Regions from separate parts of the Podarcis muralis genome. Here region 2 is linked to region 1. A link is a contact called in public Hi-C data. All regions are on one chromosome and are shown on one strand. Each heading gives the region's core, a stretch centred on a gene start, on an enhancer-like site or on the middle of the called end of the contact. The rest is flanking DNA. Distances are from core to core; before and after follow the strand shown. Region 1 holds the start of ZCCHC9 (zinc finger CCHC-type containing 9). Region 2 holds the start of GTF2H2 (general transcription factor IIH subunit 2).

Region 1 (3,665 bases), core at 341-2,840:
TTTCAAGTCCATCATTCTACAGTGAGAAGATTATGCAAAAGTGAAAAACATTAAAAACAGTTGCCAGACTTCTCAGGAGTGGATGTCCCAGCAAATTCACCCCAAGGTCAGAACATGCAATGCTGAGAAATTGCAAAAAATGCAAGAGTTACATCTCAGGCTCTATAGGCCTCAGTTAGCATGTTAAATGTTAAAGTTAGAAAAAGACTGAACAAGTATGGTTTGTTTGGAAGGGTTTCCAGGAGAAAGCCTTGTCTCTCTAAAAAGAACTTGGCAGCACGATTTTGGTTTGCAAAGTTGCAGCTGAACAAACCACAAGACTTCTGAACAATGTCCTTTGGACAGACAAGACCCAAGTGGATATGTTTGGCCATAATGCACAGCACGTTTAGCAAAAAACAAACACAGCATATCAGCACAAGCACCTCATACCAACTGTCTAGCACCATGGTGGAGGGGTGGTGATTTGGGTTTGTTTAGCAGCCATGGGTCCTGGGGACCTTGCAGTCATTGAGCTGACCATGAACTCCTCCGTATACCACAGTATTCTAGAGTCAAATGAGAGGCCATCTGCCCGAGAGCTGAAAGTTAGCTGAAATTAGGTCATACGGCAGGACAAGGATCCCAAGCACACCAGCAAATGTACAACAGAATTGCTGAAAAAGAACAGAACCAAGGTGCTGCAATGGCCCAGTCAAAATCCAGACATCAATCCAATTGAAATACAGTGGTACCTCAGGTTACATACGCTTCAGGTTACATACTCCGCTTACCCAGAAATAGTGCTTCAGGTTAAGAACTTTGCCTCAGGTTGAGAACAGAAATCGTGCTCCGGCAGCAGCAGGAGGCCCCATTAGCTAAAGTGGTGCTTCAGGTTAAGAACAGTTTCAGGTTAAGTACGGACCTCCGGAACGAATTAAGTACTTAACCCGAGGTACCACTGTACTGTGTGGGACCTTCGGATAGCTGTGCATAAAGAAAACCTCAATGAACTGAAGCAACACTGAAGGACAGGCCAAAATTCCTCCACAATGATGTGAGAGGCTAATAAAGTCCTGCAGAAAACAATTACTTCATGTTATTGCTGCTCAAGGTGGTTCTACAAGCTATTGACTCATAAGATGTACAAATGCTTTTTCACACACAGCTTTTCCATTTTGGCTTTATTTCTGTTAAATACATCAATGAGACGGTGAAATACATAATGTGTGCCGTTATCTGAGGTTGCATTTACCTAACTCTAAGACCTGCCAAGAAACAGATGAGTTCGTTATTATGACTTCACATGCAAGACCACAGAATTCAAATTCTTTCCCCCATGACTGTATGCGCTTACTTACAGCTACATTAATGGAAAACCAAGAAATGAGGGAAACGCATGGTGGCTTTCTTTTGCCGCCGCCCACTCCGCCTAAACCTGCAATCCTATACAGAGCCCGGCTCTTTTCAGCCCACTGAGGCTCAGTGTGTTGCGCGCGCCTAACCCTGCACAGCGCCAGGCTAAGCCAGCACATAACCTCGCGCTTCCCGCCTGTTGCTTCGGCTTCCGCCTGCGCCTGGTCCCATGGCAACCGCTCCGCCTCCACCCACCCACCTACCTACAGGAAGTGCAGCAGTTCGGGCTCCGGACGTTTCCGGTGCCGCTCTCTCCCTCCCGGGCTGTGCGTTTCGACTGCGCCGGAGGCTTTCCGTGGCGCTTCTCGCCTCCTGACCCCGGTGAGTGAGGGACCTCTTGCTCGGGAGGCGGGGAAGGCGAAGCGGCGCCTGGAGCCGCTGGGCACTTGCTTCAGGAGACACCCGGAGCTCGGCTGCTGCCCCGGAAGGCCTGAGTGCCGGGGGCTCCTCCGTTCCCTCGATAGCTGCTCCGCACGTGTCCGCGGAAGTGAACATGCCCAGGTCGGGGTTGGGTGAGATCCCGGGCGGAGACCCTGCAGACTTCAGGCTTGTTGTCGGATCTATTTCGGGTTTATTATTATTATTACCCTGGGGTGTTTCTGAGCCTTTGCTGAGTCCCCGGAATTTTTGGTCAATGCCAGAACCAGGTTCGCAAGTCATAAATCATGCTGGTCGTTTCCCACCGTGTTGCTTTAAAGCAGTCTTATTTAGGGGAGAAGGATGCTAAGGCACCGCTGCCTTGCAGCTATAACCTCGTTCCTCGAGAAAACCCCGAGGATAAATCTGTACCCGCTGTCTTGCAGGACATCTTTGGGAGAAGAGAAGGCTAAGGCTACACAAATCCCCAAATGGTGTCCCTAAGACAGTTGGATGGCGCTTTGTACGCCTCCTTATGGCAGCTCCTGCAGCCAAGCTGGTGCCAAATGTATTGCTCTGCTTTCCTTTGGACCACATCAGTGAGGCCAAGAGGGGGATTTGTTGTCTGGGCAGCCAAGGACTCCATACACATTGCCCAAGCTTGCGCCCTGGAGAGGTCAGTTTGGTGCCACTAATGCAGCAAAAACAATGCGGGAGGCAGCCATAACAAATTACCCGTCTCCACAGCCACAGTAGGCACTGTGATTCTCCAGCTGTTAAACTTAAGCCTTGGAAGTGCACTCCACTGTCTCTGGACAGATGGCAACAATTTAGGGTAGGATCTGTGGGTTAGGATTTTCTAGTTTATGGGTGGGAACCAGCAACCCTTGCCCGTCTGTTTCAAGTCATCCAGATCTACTTGCCAGTAGATCTCACTCTTAATTTCTGCCCGTCACTTTGTCTCCAGTTAGTCTCCAGTTCCCCTCAGACTCGGAACTGAAAGGGTAAAGATTGGATCTGAGGCACTGCCCAGAGGGGAATAAAAGGAGGCCTGATTCTGTACTCTGCTTATTCCCCCCCCCCCCCATGTTGTGGACTACAACAGTGTTTCCCAACCTTGGGCCTCCAGCTGTTTTTGGACTACAACTCCCATCATCCCTAGCTAGCAAGACCAGTGGTCAGGGATGATGGGAATTGTAGTTCAAAAACAGCTGGAGGCCCAAGGTTGGGAAACACTGGACTACAACTCCTATCAGCCCCAGCTAGCACACTTGTGCTGGTCTAAACAAATAGAAATGGTTATTCAGTTCTGGGTCCACCTCATTAATCAAGGCTGAACCTATAAATAGCAGTAACCCAGTCATGTGAACCTAACATCTTTTAAATCTCATAGGAAGTCATGACCAGGTGGGCACGAGCAAATGTCACCCACAACAAGAAGGCTCTGGATGCAACACCATGGGAACATATGAAAAATGATGCCACTGGAAACGCAACAACAGATAGAAAGCAAAGCTCTTCAAACAACTTTTCCTTGAGAAGTACTCAAGGGAAGAAGAAAAATAAGAAGAAAAAAGACTATACGAATGAAGATGTCAACGGTTTTATGGAATATTTAAAACAGAACTCTCAGACATTGCATAAAGGAGAGGTGATCAACAGCCGTGAAGCAAAGGATGAAATAGCAACAGCTTTGAAAAAGGACCGGCGGCGAGAAGGGAGAAGAGTGAAAAGGCAGGAAATGAAAAAGAACACAATGGTAAGGTGATGTTCCATTGTTATTTCTTTCTTTCGGTGCCTGTTACTTTTTCTTTTCATAGTGCAAATGACACTACTCACTCATATAAGTGAGATCACAATAATTTGTCTCAGTCCAGATAACCGTTAGTGAACACATTTGTGTCTTGGCTTCT
Region 2 (3,665 bases), core at 606-3,105, 400 kb before region 1:
CTTTGATTTGATCCAGCAGGTCTCTTCTTGCTCTTATTACTGAATGACAGTGGAGCTGCCTGCCCAAAGCAAACTGCAATCTAAGAAAAAACAAGTGGCTGACTATGCTCTTATTAAGCATATGAACGAGACCTATTTCATATACAACTTCACAGCAAAATAAGTTTAGAACCAAGTAGAATAAGAGAACTTACCATCCCAAGTCGAACTTGTCCATGATGCTCAAAGATTCTGCAAAGTAAAAAAAAAAAAAAGTTAATTGCTAATTGTTATAGCATTTATATATTATAGCATCAATATACACAATCTATTCTCACTTGTGAAATATAGATTATATTCAGGGAATCATATTTACTTTTTTTAAAAAAACTGGAAGTCTAGGAGCATATTTGATACAAAAGTTTTTAATTATGCTGTGAAGATGGATGTCAGAGCCACATTGTAATCTGATTGACTATAACATCATACAACCTAAGTAGAATGAAGTTAGATTTGAATTTAAACTGGAAACTTTTCACCCTTCTCCTTGTAAGACAGCAGCAAAATGCAATTTATTCTGAAGTGTAATTTATAGTGCATTCCTACATTGTGCAGCTTAGTGATTACCTTTTTCTTTTGGCCTTAAAAAGAATATCCTCTATGCTGGCTTTCAATGATCCAGATTCATCTTCTTTAAGAACTTCCCTAGAAGCAACAAAAATAAAGTATAATATACTGTATATAGATAGCAGAAGACTACAGTTCTTAAACAATGGGGGGGGGGGGAGAGAAATATAAAAGCTTACCAAGTTCTTTCATAACCCCCTTCCCACCGTTTGGTTCTCTCTGGTTCATCATCCATTTCTCTTCCAAGTTAAGAAACTAATAAGGAAAATTATTATACTGTAATTTAAAACTATATTTTGAGATATTATAATAGAATTTATAAATAAATAATAAATAATTAAATAACACAACATATGTACACAACATATGTACAAATGGCTACATCTTGTCAGGTTCAAGGTTCCTGAATAGTACATAAATCAGAGCAATCAGATGTAACTCTCAGGAGAAGCCCTTATGAAACCCCATCAGCTTTTGTGGTCTTCAAGACTCAGAGTCTACAAAGCTCCATCCAGTACTAAAAACTAGGAAAAGGAGAGGTATTTGATGGGAAATGATTTATAACATCCTGATTCTGCTGCATCAGCACACATCACTACTCTGGCTGATCCGGAGCTGGGGTCCCAGCCTGGGCAAATTTCTGGCTACAAGGAAATCAATTAGATTTTTTTTTTTTAAATGCTCGATTCAAGCCTCCCTCCTCCTCCCCCCCCCCCTTCAGCTTAGGAAGTTTTGCTGATTTTAACGAGCCTTTTCCTGCAATTGACTTAAGAGGACAGAACATACAGTAAGCACGTTTCAACCCTTACCCAAATGACTTTTTTAAAAAGAAAAGAACAAAACCAACAACATGAAAATAGCTAGGATAAAATGACACTTCCACCACCGAAAACTAAGATAGCTGCCACATATTACAACTTTAGCACCTCTAAACTCTCAAGAGCCAGACAAGTAGAACTACCCTGCTCAGCTGGTGGACAAGAACAAGGTTGGGGTTGGGACAAAAGCGTCTTGTTCCCACAACGTCTTCTGGCTCAGGAATAGGCTAACAGCTCTCAGGGAGGTCTTGGGGGGAGCTGTTCTTGCCACCTGCCTTTATCTTTCAGGAGACAGAAAAAACCGAAGAGAAGGAACCAAAAGAAGCGCGCGCCCAAGAACCGAGTCGCATGCACTTCGGAGGCTCTCTAGGAAAACCATCTCTCTGGCTAAAGGTTCCACACTTTAAACATTCCGGTGGCAGCGCAAATATTGAGAAGAGGAGTTCTGCCGTGCAAAGAGCTTGTTGCAGAGAAAGATTAGAAGAAGAAAAGAGCAGGGTGACTGACATAGATGTAGGGGGGGGGGGGGGAGTATGCTTCTGCTGCTATGGGTGACGCAGCCTCAGCTTCTGCCAGCAATTAAAAGCCACACTTTGCTATAATCTGCGTTGCAGCAAAAACAACAAAGCCCTGTGGGACTTTAAAGGCTGATAAAGGACTCTGAGTCTTCAAAAGCTTATGTCATAAAGAAGTTTCTCAGTTTCTTCTTTTCACGTCCCTGCCCCCAATGTGGGGACTCTCGGACTTTTAGAAACTCTTTAAAATAATGAACGGTTCAGGTGAAATAAGACTCCACTCTTTGCTGCCCTTTTGTCTTGGAAGGGGCGTGGGAATAAACTGGTGCAGCTGCTATGGACGGCTATTACTTCCTCCAGTCCAGAGAGACGCAGAGATGCTTCTCTTTTGCTAAAGCTGCTGTTTAAGCCTACCTGTAGTGTCTACAGTGTTGCAGACCATGCCTTGTGACCTGGATAGCCTTCCTTGTCATCCAGTAGGTACTGTATTTTAGAGGCTAAAATTTAGAGGCTTGTAACTTTGGGACGCATCTCAGGGTGGGAAAGTTCTCCTCCTAATCACACAGACTTTATTCCCCCTCTGAGCTTCACCAGTTCCAGGGCTTAGCTTCAGCATGCCCTCCAACATTTCTCTGATGGAAATAGGAATGTCCCATTCCATAATGATAATTATACTATTTATACCCGACACATCTTATTGGGTTTCCCCAGGCACTCTGGGCAGCTTCCAACATATATATAAAAACATAAGAAAACATTAAACATTAAAGATATTTTTAAAAAAAAAAACAAAAAACCCTTCCCTATACAGGATTGCCTTCAGATGGCTCGTGAGTCTGATAACTCCATGCTCTCCAACATTTCTCCAATGAAATAGGGACAGCCTAAGGGAAAGTAGAACATTCCAGTATCAAATCAAAAACCTGGACGGCTTCTTCTCTTTAGCAGAGCATGTAGAAATCACAGGTTCAACTCAGCATCTCCAGGTAGAGCTGCCTGAAAACCTGTGGAGCTGCTCCCAGTCAGACTAAGCTGAGCTTAATGGACCACTGATTCAAGGCAGCTTCCAATGTTCCACTGGCCAGCTGGTTCAGAACTATGCATCGCTTAAAGCAGGTGTGGGGAACCTTTGAGCCAGTTTCTCTTTAAGTCAAGAGGGGGCCCTTTGGACCCCTGGATGTTGCTGAACTACAACTCCCATCATCCATTGACACTGGCAGTGCTTGCTAGAGCTGATGGAAGCTGTGGTTCAGCAACATTTGGAGCCGCAACTGTTCCTCCTAAAAAAAAACTGGTACAAATTAAGCCTTACATTAATTAAGTATACTTAATCAAGTATATATCTGATCAGCTCCCTTCTCTACTCCAATTTATTGATAGTCTGTTTTTAAAAACTTATATCTCGTCTAGTTTTCAGAATAAATTCAAGGCGGCTAATAATAAAAATTAGTTAAAATATAAAACCATTCACAATTCAACCAAATTATAAATCAAAATATTAGCATCTCCAGCTTCCATCAACAGAAATCCCAAATGTGCCTTTCCTAATCATTTTGGACTTTCCTGAAACGCATCACACCGTCAGAGACTGGCATACCTTTTCCCAAAAAAGGTGTTGCTAGCTTTCAATTTCCCAAGGACAAGAGAGTCACTAATCACAGGTGAACAGACTCTGTAACAGAGCATTGCTTTAACAAATAAGATATAGGGTGGGTTCTCACTTTTA

The links. Hi-C and Micro-C count contacts between places; a contact is called where the count stands out from the background.
Region 2: a Hi-C map of tail shows a contact between it and region 1, with 4 times the contacts expected there. The contact joins the promoter of GTF2H2 here to the promoter of ZCCHC9 in region 1. A contact is called at or near these places in 2 of 3 Hi-C or Micro-C datasets (blood and tail).

What each region holds. Positions count from the first base shown.
Region 1 is chr11:35,751,552-35,755,216 of rPodMur119.hap1.1, reverse strand. ZCCHC9 (zinc finger CCHC-type containing 9) reads left to right here and starts at 1,590. Exons shown (of 6, transcript XM_028748918.2): 1 at 1,590-1,716; 2 at 3,146-3,511. The coding sequence starts at 3,152. It overlaps LOC114606540 (a long non-coding RNA gene), which reads right to left and starts at 1,575. Exons shown (of 3, transcript XR_013394672.1): 1 at 1,341-1,575.
Region 2 is chr11:36,154,529-36,158,193 of rPodMur119.hap1.1, reverse strand. It overlaps GTF2H2 (general transcription factor IIH subunit 2), which reads right to left and starts at 1,855. Exons shown (of 16, transcript XM_028748700.2): 1 at 1,700-1,855; 2 at 786-861; 3 at 607-684; 4 at 195-231. The coding sequence starts at 841.